Linked DNA regions of Mus musculus: region 1 is linked to region 2. A link is a contact called in public HiChIP or PLAC-seq data. All regions are on one chromosome and are shown on one strand. Each heading gives the region's core, a stretch centred on a gene start, on an enhancer-like site or on the middle of the called end of the contact. The rest is flanking DNA. Distances are from core to core; before and after follow the strand shown. Region 1 has its middle 20 kb from the start of Sh3bgrl. Region 2 holds the start of Brwd3 (bromodomain and WD repeat domain containing 3).

Evidence for each region. HiChIP or PLAC-seq counts read pairs in DNA pulled down with a chosen protein or histone mark.
Region 1: an H3K27ac HiChIP or PLAC-seq map of trophoblast stem cells shows a contact between it and region 2, with 7 times the contacts expected there. The contact joins the enhancer-like site here to the promoter of Brwd3 in region 2. A contact is called at or near these places in 3 of 39 promoter capture datasets (cranial neural crest and liver), 5 of 484 Hi-C or Micro-C datasets (CD8 T cells, brown adipocytes, embryonic fibroblasts and 2 more), 4 of 115 datasets of contacts at active chromatin or transcription factors (bone marrow-derived macrophages, large pre-B cells, stem cell-derived neural progenitor cells and 1 more) and 1 of 9 other capture datasets (adipose tissue).

The regions. Positions count from the first base shown.
Region 1 is chrX:109,072,159-109,077,802 of GRCm38.p6, forward strand. No RefSeq gene overlaps it. Among named protein-coding and RNA genes, the nearest start is that of Sh3bgrl, 20 kb to the right of the region's middle. Within about 2 kb of position 1,948, at least 5 of the 459 cell types and tissues checked have an H3K27ac peak or open chromatin away from gene starts, as enhancers often do. A contact at or near this core is called in trophoblast stem cells, where this site is marked.
Region 2 is chrX:108,832,517-108,838,210 of GRCm38.p6, forward strand. It overlaps Brwd3 (bromodomain and WD repeat domain containing 3), which reads right to left and starts at 1,830. Exons shown (of 41, transcript NM_001081477.2): 1 at 1,583-1,830; 2 at 1,392-1,450; 3 at 1,161-1,190; 4 at 698-757. The coding sequence starts at 1,613. 2810403D21Rik (RIKEN cDNA 2810403D21 gene) reads left to right here and starts at 1,962. Exons shown (of 5, transcript NR_015493.2): 1 at 1,962-2,169; 2 at 3,750-3,839.

The DNA.
Region 1 (5,644 bases), core at 698-3,197, 240 kb after region 2:
AAACCCTAACTATGACAGTAACTGTCTTAGTCAGAGTTTCTTTTCCTGCACAAACATCACGACCAAGAAGCAAGTTGGGGAGGAAAGGGTTTATTCAGAACTGGAACTTAAGCAGGTCAGGAAGCAGTAGCTGATGCAGAGGCCATGGAGGGATGTTCCTTACTGGCTTGCTTCCCCTGGCTTGCTCAGCCTGCTCTCTTATAGAACCCAAGACCACCAGTCCAGGGATGACACCACCCACAATGGGCCCTCCACCCTTGATCTCTAATTGAGAAAAAGCCTTACAGCTGGATCTCATGGAGTTATTTCCTCAACTGAAGCTCCTTTCTCTGTGATAACTCCAGCCTGTATCAAGTTGACACACAAAACCAGCCAGTACACACCCCTCAGAGTATACACCTCAAAGTGCATATACCCCACAGTGGACACATCCCACTCCTGGTACCAGCTACTGGTACCTGTATTAGTCAGAGTTCTCTAGAGTCACAGAACTTATGGGTAGTCTCTATATAGTAAGGGAATTTGTTGATGACTTTCACTCTGTAGTCCAACTCCCCAACAATAATCAACAGCAGCTGTGAATGGAAGTCCAAGGATCTAGCAGTTGCTTAGTCCTACATGGCAAGTAGGAGAAGAAGAGAGAATAAATCTTCCCTCTTCCAATGTCCTTATGTAGGTATCCAGCAGAAGGTGTGGCCAGATTAAAGGTGTGTGCCACCAAGCCTGGATCTGGGGTTTGCTTTGTCCCAGATGAGCTTGAACTCAGAAATCTCCTTGTCTTAATCTTCTGGAATTCATAGCCACTATGCCTCAAGTTCTCCTTACCAAAATCCAGGTCAGAAACTTGTATCTCCCAGCCTCCAGATTAGGATCACAGGTGAGCCTTCCAATTCTGGATTGTAGTTCATTTCAGATATATTCAAGTTGACAACCAGGAATAGCCACTACAGTTACATATATTATATATAATTTATATATGTCATATAGTATATATTGTATATGTGAAATTTATAATATATAACGAAGGTGTGTTAAATGAAATTGCCAAAACATAGGAGAGTCAGAGCCCTACCTGGCTATCTTTTGTCATCAAATGACGCTTCAATTCCACTTACTGGATTACATCTAATGTAGTTGGTCAAAGATTAAGGGGGGCTAAAGGGGGCCCATGGAAAGTGCCAAACCACCCAGGCTGTTGCCAAGATTATAGGTTGTTCTGTACAAACTGACAGCAAGACCTCATTGCTGAAGACAGTACCTCCACAACTCATTGAACATGGAGAAGATGAGCTGGTGCCTATATAGAGCCTCACCTTACATTCTAGCATTTTTGGTGCTCTACACATTACCAAAAGAGAAACAAACACCAACCCAGCCACAAAAGCTTTGACAATAGTGTCCTGACTGCAAGATAGGCTAGTGGCACAAAGCTTTTGAGAAAGGCTAAACATGCTTTATGATTTCTATCCCCTACACTTCGTGGGAATGGGACCAAACACTAGAGATTAGATAACCCAGGAATCAAGTGTAAAGTCAAAACTAAATACTACTGCTCTTTTAAAAATTTATTTATTTTATTTATATGAGTACACTGTAGCTGTGTTCAGACACACCAGAAGAGGGCATCAGAACCCATTACAGAAGGTTCTGAAGCCACCACGTGGCTTCTGAGAATTGAACTCAAGACCTCTGGAAAAATAGTCAGTGCTCTTAAGCACTGAGCCGTATCTCCAGTCCAATACTACTGCTCTTAAAAAACGCAATAAAATGATTCCTAATGACATTAAGTTATACTCATAGATGAGTGCCGTTTTCAGAGAAACTTCCTCATGCAGCAGATGGGAACAAGTATGACGACCTATAGCCAGACATTGTGCAGAGTGAGACACCTTGGAACAATCAGCAGTAAACAGGATGTATTCAAATTCTTCCCTCAGGCCTCAGGGAACCCTAGCGAAGAGGAAGTAGAAAGTAGGAGCCAGAGGGGATGGAGGACACCTGGAGAAAGAGGCCCTCTAAATCAGCATGATGGAAGCTCATAGGAATGCAGAAACCGAAGCAGCAAATAGTCTACAGCAGGCCTTTTGCATATATATGTCATGGTTCACAGTTTAGTGTTCTGTTTCCTGAGTGTGAGAACAAGTAGATCTGTTTCTTGTGCCTCTTTTTCTTCTGATTGTCTGGGTCTTTTTGGATTAGTTTTTTGTATATTATATTGTATTTATTATTATTTATTAGAAGCTTGTTTGTTTTCTAATGAGAGACAGAAAGGGGGGCAGGAGGTGGGGACAAACTGGGAGAGGGACAGGAAACTGTAAGTAAGATATATTATGTGATAAAAAATATTTTTTCTTTTTTTATTAGATATTTTCTTTATTTACATTTCAAATGCTATCCCAAATGCCCCCCCTCCCCTCCTCCCCCCCACTCTCCTACTCACTCACTCCTGCTTCTTGGCCCTGGCGTTCCCCTGTACTGGGGCATATAAAGTTTGCAAGACCAAGGGGCCTCTCTTCCCAATGATGGCCGACTAGGCCATCTTCTGTTACATATGCAGCTAGAGACATGAGCTCTGGGGGTATTGGTTAAGCAGTACTCCCAGAACAATATGAAAAATCAATTTTTAATAAAAGGAAAAAAGCAGATTGTTTTTTAAAACCCAAGATACTCACGCTACTGTACATTATCTAAAAGTTCTTGGGAAAGTACCTTAACATTGAAAGTTTGCTTCTGGAACCCAGATGATATGGGTATTAATAGTGTATACTTCATTTAACTGTGGCAATTATGTAAGTAAATGCATACAAAAGATTTGCTATTATGAAAATAATTATCATGTCTACTCAGTTCTAAAATATATAATGAGTGCTGTATATTAGAAATACACTCAAATGATTGTACAAATTGGTTTATGTGTTTTTTTTTCTTAGTAAATTTTATTATATCTTATATTTTGGCCACAGAGTTTATTGCTGAACAGATGATGGAAAATCACATTCAACACTATAAACAGCTTTTACTTAATGAGATCATATCAATACATAAGTGTGTTACTTACAGAATCATTAAAAAGAAGTTATGTGTTGACTGTACACTACATTACTGCCTTGCTAAAAGCAATAACATGCATGATCTAATAGCTTTATCATTTTAGGAGTTGGGTAATATTATTATGACCATTCTGCACAAAAAGTAGAAGCTGAATTTTATAATAATTAAATCTAGTCCAAAGTCATAAGACAATCTCTAGATCCATGAACTTGATCATTACACTGACAATCTGTAAAATGTGTTTGGGAGAGTCTTGGGAAAGACTAAATATGAATTATGCTATTTAGAAAATAGAATTTTTCTCAAGGCACCAAGACTCTTAATTAGTACTATTGGGAGGAGAAATCAGGAAAATATGAAAATTATTATAACTGAAAATTTATCAACTTCCTTTACCATAAATCAAAATTTTTTGTTTTGTCTTGTTTTTGGAAAATCACAAAATTCTGTAATAGTAACTTGTGCTGGCTAGCCTTATATTAACTTGACACAAGCTAGAGTTATCTGAAAGGAGGGAAACTCAATTGAGAAAAATGTCTTTGTGAGATCAGGTGGTAAGGCATTTTCTTAATTAGTGATTGAGGTGGGAGGGCCGAGCCCATTTTGGGTGGTGCCTCATCTGGACTGGTGGTCCTGTGTTCTATAAGAATGGAGGCTGAGCAAGCCTTGGGAAGCAAGCCAACAATCAGCACCACTCTAGGGCCTGTGAGTCAGCCCCTGCCTCCAGGTCCCTGCTCTGTTTGAGTTCCTGTCTTGACTTCCTTTGATGATGAACAGAAATTTGGAGTATAAGCCAAATCAACCCTTTCCTTCCCAGCTTGTCCTTTCTTCATAGTGTTTCACTACAGCAACAGAAGCCCTAAGACATAACAAAATAAAATATAAAATAAAACCTCAAAAAAAATCTATAAAGTGTATAGGAGGATAGGGGAGGGGAGTCACACCAGACTCTTTGGAAGAAATAAAACCTAAACTACTATCATTCTCCAGCACAGTGTTATTTAATCTGTTCTTATGGTAACTGAATTAACCTTTTCCTCCTGTGGAACCAATGGCACTGATGAAAGAGGATTGCACCAATAGCTTTTTGATCTAAGTATCAGATTTTTTTTCCCCTCCAAGTATCAGAATGTTTTGAAAACGGTTGTTGATTTTGCCAGTAATCCTATTATTTGATGAAACCCTCAATTATAAGTGCTCTGGTACAATGGATGACAGAACATTCTATCCTGTTGAAATTCTGTGGAGAGCTGGTTAAAAAAAAAAAAAAAAAAAAAAAAAAAAATTCTCGAAAAGTCTCTGCTTTCCTAGGTGCCAGACGTTTTTCTTCTATGAGCCAGTGGTGCCCTCTAGTGATTGTACCAATAAACCACAATTTGTATGTGGCCAGAACCCTGAACCCAATACTTATCTGGAAGTGTCCTAAGGTTGCTTTCTTCTCTTGCACATCACTTCATCCCAGGTGAGGAATAAAAGCGAAAAGTTACTCAGCAAAACATTGTATGTTAATTCATCTGAGCTCTACTGCTGATATTCTCATTTTCTTTATATTTGGCAAGAAGGAAAGGAAGTCCACCAAAATGCAGTGTGTGTGTATGTCTGTATGTGTGTGTGTGTGTGTGTGTGTGTGTGTGTGTGTGTGTGTGTGCATGCACACACGTGTTGTGAGTGTATGGGGTTTAAATATTTACATGTTGATGTGTGTGTGCCATATGCCTTGTCCTCCATATTTTAGAGAAGCCAGGAAGGAGGGCGTCAGGTGCTCTGACTGACGTGGCTCAACTCATGATACATGCAATAATCAAGGCTTTTGAAGACCAACAAGATTATTTTTATTTTGAAACAACCAACGTACTGTGTATTGAACACATAAAATTGTAACTGTACACACAATTCTAGTTAAATATACAGCTGAAATATGTGTATTATTTCTAGTTGGTTATCATCTGATGAATAAGTAATACACTGGAATTTTATTCAGCTCTAAAGAAAATAAAGTTTTCAGGTAAATCGATAGATTTAGACATAATAATTTTGAGTGAGATAACAGCCCCTAAAAGACAAACTTCTCATGTTTTTAGCATATGTGGAGAACACCTAATAGTTAAATTATGTTTAATTTGGCATAAAGGTAGAACCTATGAAAGCAGAAAGAGACCATGGGTGGGGTACAAGCAGAAAGGTCTTCGGGGAGGGTTGAAAATCATAAGTAGTATAAAGAGGAAAGGGTTGGAATGACAGTGGACTGGTTAATACTGTTTTTTTGTTTTTGTTTTTGTTTTGTTTTGTTTTGTTTTTTGACAAACTTGTCATGAACCAAGGTCATTTGGGAAGAAAAAAACCTCGCTGAAATCGCTTCTATCAGACAGGACTATAGGCAAATTTGTGGGAATTTCTTAATTAATGATTGATGCAGGAGGGTGAGTAATGCCACCCCTTGGCCAGTGGTCCTGAACTGTATAAGAAAGCAAACTGAGAACGACCTAGGAAGCAGGCCAGCAAGCAGTCTCTCATGGTCACTGCTAGGGTTCCTGTTTTGGCTTTCCTCAATGATAGGCTGTAACTTATGAGCTGAAATTAAACTCTTTCCTCT
Region 2 (5,694 bases), core at 580-3,079:
AATATATAACAATGTTTTTATTCAGTAACCCATTATCTAAAGATGAACAATCTTGGAATTCACTCAGTAGTCCTCAGTATTTTTATTTATGTAGTTTTTCTCACTTATGAGTCAGTTCCCCTTCTGAATTCCTTCTCCCCTCCACTCTAAAAAGAAAAAAAAAGAAAGAAAGAAAAAGGAGAAAGAGAGAGAGAGAGAGAGAGAGAGAGAGAGAGAGAGAGAGAGAGAGCTAGAAAAAAAAAAAAACACCCAAGCCTGGCCTCAGTTCCCGTATTTCAAGCCAGGACCAACCAGAAACCAGTTTTCTTCCACTAATCCGGAACTCCGGGCTGTTACCAACGCTGTCATTGGCCAGCGTCAGTCCTTGGTACGTGCCCCAAGATAACCCCCTGGTTTCTGTCCCTTATCCCCCTACAATGGGCCTTCTCCGCTGTTTGTAACACAGTCCTAAAGCACAACACAGCACCTCTGAAAACCAACTCACATTCTTCAAAGTTTTGGGGTGAAAATAAGCAAGGCTAGAGCAGGGCAAGGTACCCTTTCCGACACGCTGGGAGGGGGAAGGGGCAGTCCTTCGAACACCGAACAGCAGGCTCGGGGAGCTCTAAGGGCTGAAGGGCCAGGGGCGGTTGGGGGCACAAGGTGGGGAGGGAGTGGAAAAAGAGTTGGGCTAAGTTGAAACGAAAAGTTTACTAACCAGATCCTCGAAGCTTCTTCGGTGCTCTTTCCCTTCCCAGTCTAAGCGGCGCGGAATCAGCTGGGGGCCGGAGGAAAAGAAAAGGGGGGGGGGTGAAGGAAAAGCCTCTGCTCCCCAGCAGCAGCACCCAGCCTGGAGCCTAATCCTAGACCCTTTAACATTTTCATTTCTCCAGTCCCGACAGCTACTGCCGCTGTGCCGGGGGTTGGGGGTGGGGGGGGGCAGGCCAAAGGGAAGGAAATCCTGAAAAAACACCTCCCGCAGGAATAAAAGGCAGCGAGTTTAGACCCCTGCGTTGTCCGCCCCTTCTAAGCAAAGAACCCGATTTACCCCAAGTGACAACAGCCCCAAGTGTCCAGCTCGAAGGCTCCCTCCGGGCCCCTGCCCTCGGCCCCTGACCTACCTTACCCTTCCTCCAGGTTCTCCCCAGCCCTCCCCACCTCTTCCCAAAAGGGGTCCATACCTGATGCTCTTCGAGCTCTTGCACTAGCACCTGGGGAAGAGGGACACAGGGATGTGAAAGCAGATTGGGGCGCCAACCCATTCCTCCCTCCCCACTTCCAACACAGCCGCTGACTGTAGGAGTAATCGCGGCCGGCCTTTCCCTCACCCTCCAACTGCACTGCTCACCCAGTGCCTCAATTTCCCCAATGGGACCATTCCCCAACACTCCCAGATATCCTTTCCCTCTCACCTGAGCGGATTTGTTACAGGGTCCGGACTGCAAGAACCTTGCGATCAGGTAATACAGCTCTAAAGAAGGGGTTGGGGGTGGGGGGAGACGTTGAGAGAGAGGCAAGGAAAAGAGATACAAGCTTTTTAAAAAAAATCTGACAGCAGTCGCGCAAAGCCCCCATCCCTTTTGCCCCCGGCTCAGCTACCCACCGGCTTCGATCTGGGTAGGTGCCGCCGCCATCCTTTTCCCGAGGGGGTTTGGGGGCTTCGCTCAGGAGGGCTGGCGGGGGCGGGTGGGGGCGCTGCCTCTATTGTGGTGAAGCCCCCATGCTTGGGAGTCCCGCCGCTTCCGCCGCACTCTTCGTCCCAGTTTCGGTCTCTCTCGGATTCATCGCATCACGTTTCGACCCATAGATATTCTAGCCCAAGAGCTGAGGAGGCGGAGGAGGAAGGAGAGCAAGAGAGAAGGAGAGGGAGGAGCTGAAGTCGCCGAGGGGTGGGCGGGGGGAGAGGGGTGGGCGGGGGGAAAGGGGTGGAGCCATAGAAAGAAGGAGGGGGGAAAAGGGAAGGGAGCCGCTTGCAAAGCTCCAGGCTGGCCGCCAGAGGCACTAAGGCGGCCGCCTAGTTCCAGCAGCTAAGCCGGCCTGGGGTTGCCTAGTTACTGCCCAGAGAACAAGGAAGAGGTTCTAAATGCAGGCAGACGCTCTGGCAATCTTCGTCAAACTCTGTGGTGGCGTTGGCGTCCTAGAGCTCCGGAGTTGCTTACCCTTCCTGTAAGGGCAATCGGACCCTTTCCGGTGAGGGAACCTCTCTCCAGACATGATCAAGAGAAACTGGCGAGGGACTGACATGATCTAGCTTACCTTGGGTCACCGAACGGATTTGGTTTGTTTGTTCTTTCTCTACCCCAAGAAAAAGTCGCTAGCTACTGCAAGGTTTTGTTTTCAAACAAGGAACAGCATGCCAAAAGAAAGTGCTGCGCCTACCTGATGAGCAAGGGAATAATATTCTTCTAGAAAACTTCTTGTAGTAGTATCAAGTCTCCCCTTGATTCTGATAAACATTGCGCGCGAAGTTTACACTTTAAGGAGGAGGCCGTTTCCCCCTTCTGAAAAGGTCAACAAGCTCTTTCTTCTCAATTCCTGTAGGATAAGTTGGAACGCTGTTTTGAAATTCTGCCAAAACGTTTTTAAAGTTCTTAACTATTCATTGAAATTTGGATAGAAATGATAGTTTGGTTTGGTTTGTCTTTGAAGTGATATTCTCTGACTTGCTGTCACTATGTATCTATCCAAGGCTCCCCTGGAATTCCATGTCAATCTTCCTGCCTCAGCTTCCCTAGTGCTCATGTGGCAGGCATGTGTCGCCACTCCGGTTGACAAAAAGTCTTTTTTCCACTACCTTGAGACTACAATTGTTTTCATGTATAACTTTAACTCTTAGCACAGCGCTGATTTGATCAAAGGATTTGTATAATAATTGACAGTTTGAGGAAACTGGTTCACTTCCCCAATTTCTCTTAGCATCCCGTTCTCAGGATGTTACTTTGAACAGAATTCATAGAAACAAAACATGATGGGAAAACAAGTACTATTTGAATTGTGTACATTATTTGCTTTGAAATACTCAAATTTGAAGGTTCACATTAATGTATGGCTATAGTGGGAGTTTGGTTTTCAGACTCAGGGAGCTCGGTGATTAAACCACATTGGGCATAGAATTAAATTTAATTCAATTCATAAACTTAACATATCCTTAGCAATTCATTCTGCCAATTTCTTTTATTGAGTAATTAATAACAACATAAGAGTAAAATGCTATGGTTATCTTTGGTATAATCAGTATCTGAAAGAAGTAGATAAAAGAAATATAAAACCTCAGGACAAAATTGTGAGGTGCTTACTGAAATAGTAATTTTTATAGTTCAAGATAATATAATTAACAGCTAACCTTTACCAAGTCATTACTACATATTTTGCCTGCTGTAACTCATTTAATCCTTAACAGTGACCTAGGAGACAGTTTATATTTTTCTCTACCATACTAATATTAAAAATTACTACTAGCCAGGTGTGGTGGCACACGCCTTTAATCCCAGCACTAGGGAGGCAGAGGCAGGCAGATTTCTGAGTTCAAGGCCAGCCTGGTCTACAGAGTGAGTTCCAGGACAGCCAGAGCTACACAGAGAAACCCTGTCTCTAAAAAACAAAAACTAAAACAAAACAAAACAAAAAAACCACCTGCTATATGACTTCAAAGCACTTACATGCTATTGTTTTTCTTATATGTAAATGATAATAAATAATATTCACTGTGTTTGCTAACACACATTTTTTGTAGAACTCATGTGAGAATATATCTCTGTTGTATTCAAAAGGCATGTGACATAATTATCCCAGCGATCACTAAAACTGTAAATTTGGATGCAATTAAGAGAGAAAACTCCACACATTTATGGAAATTTAAGGTAAGAAATTACTTGTACAGAATTAATTTTATTTGTATTTATTCATTTATTGTGTATGTGCAGGGGCAGAGTCACCTGGCCTCCAGGTAAATAATTATGTTAACTGGAATTTGAAATGATAAGGGATTAGGAGTAAAGAAAATGCAGATTAACCTCCTGTGGTCTGATCTACCTATAATCCCAACACTAGGGTGGCTGAGGCAGAAGTGTCTTTAGTTCAAAACTAAACTGGGATACATAGCTAATTCAAAGCTGGCCTGAGAGATAAGGGGAACTGGAAAGAGCACGACATTAGTTTCAGGCGCACAATACCCAATGATTCTAGAATCCTCTACTGACAAAGCAAACTGACACAAGGAAAAATACTTAAAGCCCAAATCCATTTCCACAAAACCAGTCACTAAGGGTAAATTTTGGAGATGATAATTAAGGAAGTGATGAACTAGCAGGAATTTTCTGTACTAAGTTTGTAAGAAGAAAGTTTTTTAAATGTCTGTGTTCCCACAAAAAAATATTCATTCTTTAGAACTAATGCTAACGAATCAAACACTTTGAAGTAATTTAGAAGACAGAATCACCAGTCTGAATCTCTGCCTGACCACATTTGTATCCCCCCCCCCGCGCCCCCACCCCGTGTGTGTGTGTGTGTGTGTGTGTGTGTGTGTGTGTGTGTACATGTGGAGGTCAGAAGACAGCATTTGAGAGTTGCTTTTCTCCCTCCATTATGTGGGTCCCAGGACAGAATCCAGATTGTCAGCTTGGCAGCAAGTACCTTTACCCACTGAGCCATGTTGCTGTCTTTCTTTAACTTTTTTCAAAATTTAGATTAGTAAAGGAAGCAAATTTTCATCTATTATAGGAAAAAAAATGGACTTAAGTAGAAAAATAAGAAATGTTGCTAGGCATTGTGGTATGTTCTTATAATCCTAGCACTGGAAAATTCAGGGCAGAAAAATTAAGAGTTCTGTGGCATCTTTGCTTACACAGTGATTTTGAGACCAACCTGCCTACATGAAAATATCACAAGAAAGAAGGGAAAGAAGAATAAGATATTTAGCAAGTGGCTTGGTGGGTAAAAATGCTTGCCACCAAACCAGCAACCTGAGGTCAGTCCCCAGAACCTACCTGGTGAAGGAGAGAACTGACTCTCTGGAGTTGTTCTCTGACCTCCACACTCTTGCCCTGGCATGCACTTCCCACCCCCACACAAACACACTTCATAAATGTAAAAAATGTTAATAAAAATGTTTACTTGGTAGCTGCATTAGCTTCCTGGGGCTACCATAACAACTTCTAATCCAGAGGGCTTAAGAAAGCAGTGGGTTGGTTTTTTACACATGAAAGCTAGAAATGTAAAATCAGCCACTGGCAGAGTTTGTGCTCCCTCTAAATGCTCTGTAAAAGAATCCTTTTTCCCTTTTCTAGCTTCTGCTGGATCCTTAGCATTCTTTGGTTTGTTGACAGCATACTTCCATTATCTTCCTCCATGTTTAGATAACCTTTGTACATGTGGGGCCCTGTTTCAAATCTTAGCATATTGTGTATATACATGATTCTAGGGACCCACCCAGGGTCTCCCACATTTTGGGCAAGCACACTACCACTTAATGTGTTTTGTTATGAGGACAGGAGTCATTAAATTTTAGGTCTACCTTACATCTAGAATGATCTCATCTTAATGGCATAATTATATCTACAAAGACCTTATTTCCAAGTAAGGTGATATTCACTGGTATTGTGGTTAGAACATGAACATATTTCTGAGGGGTACAATTCACTGAACTATCCTTTACTTTATTATCATCTTTATTTTTATTTTTGTTTGTTTGTTTGTTTTGTTTTTTCAAGACAGGGT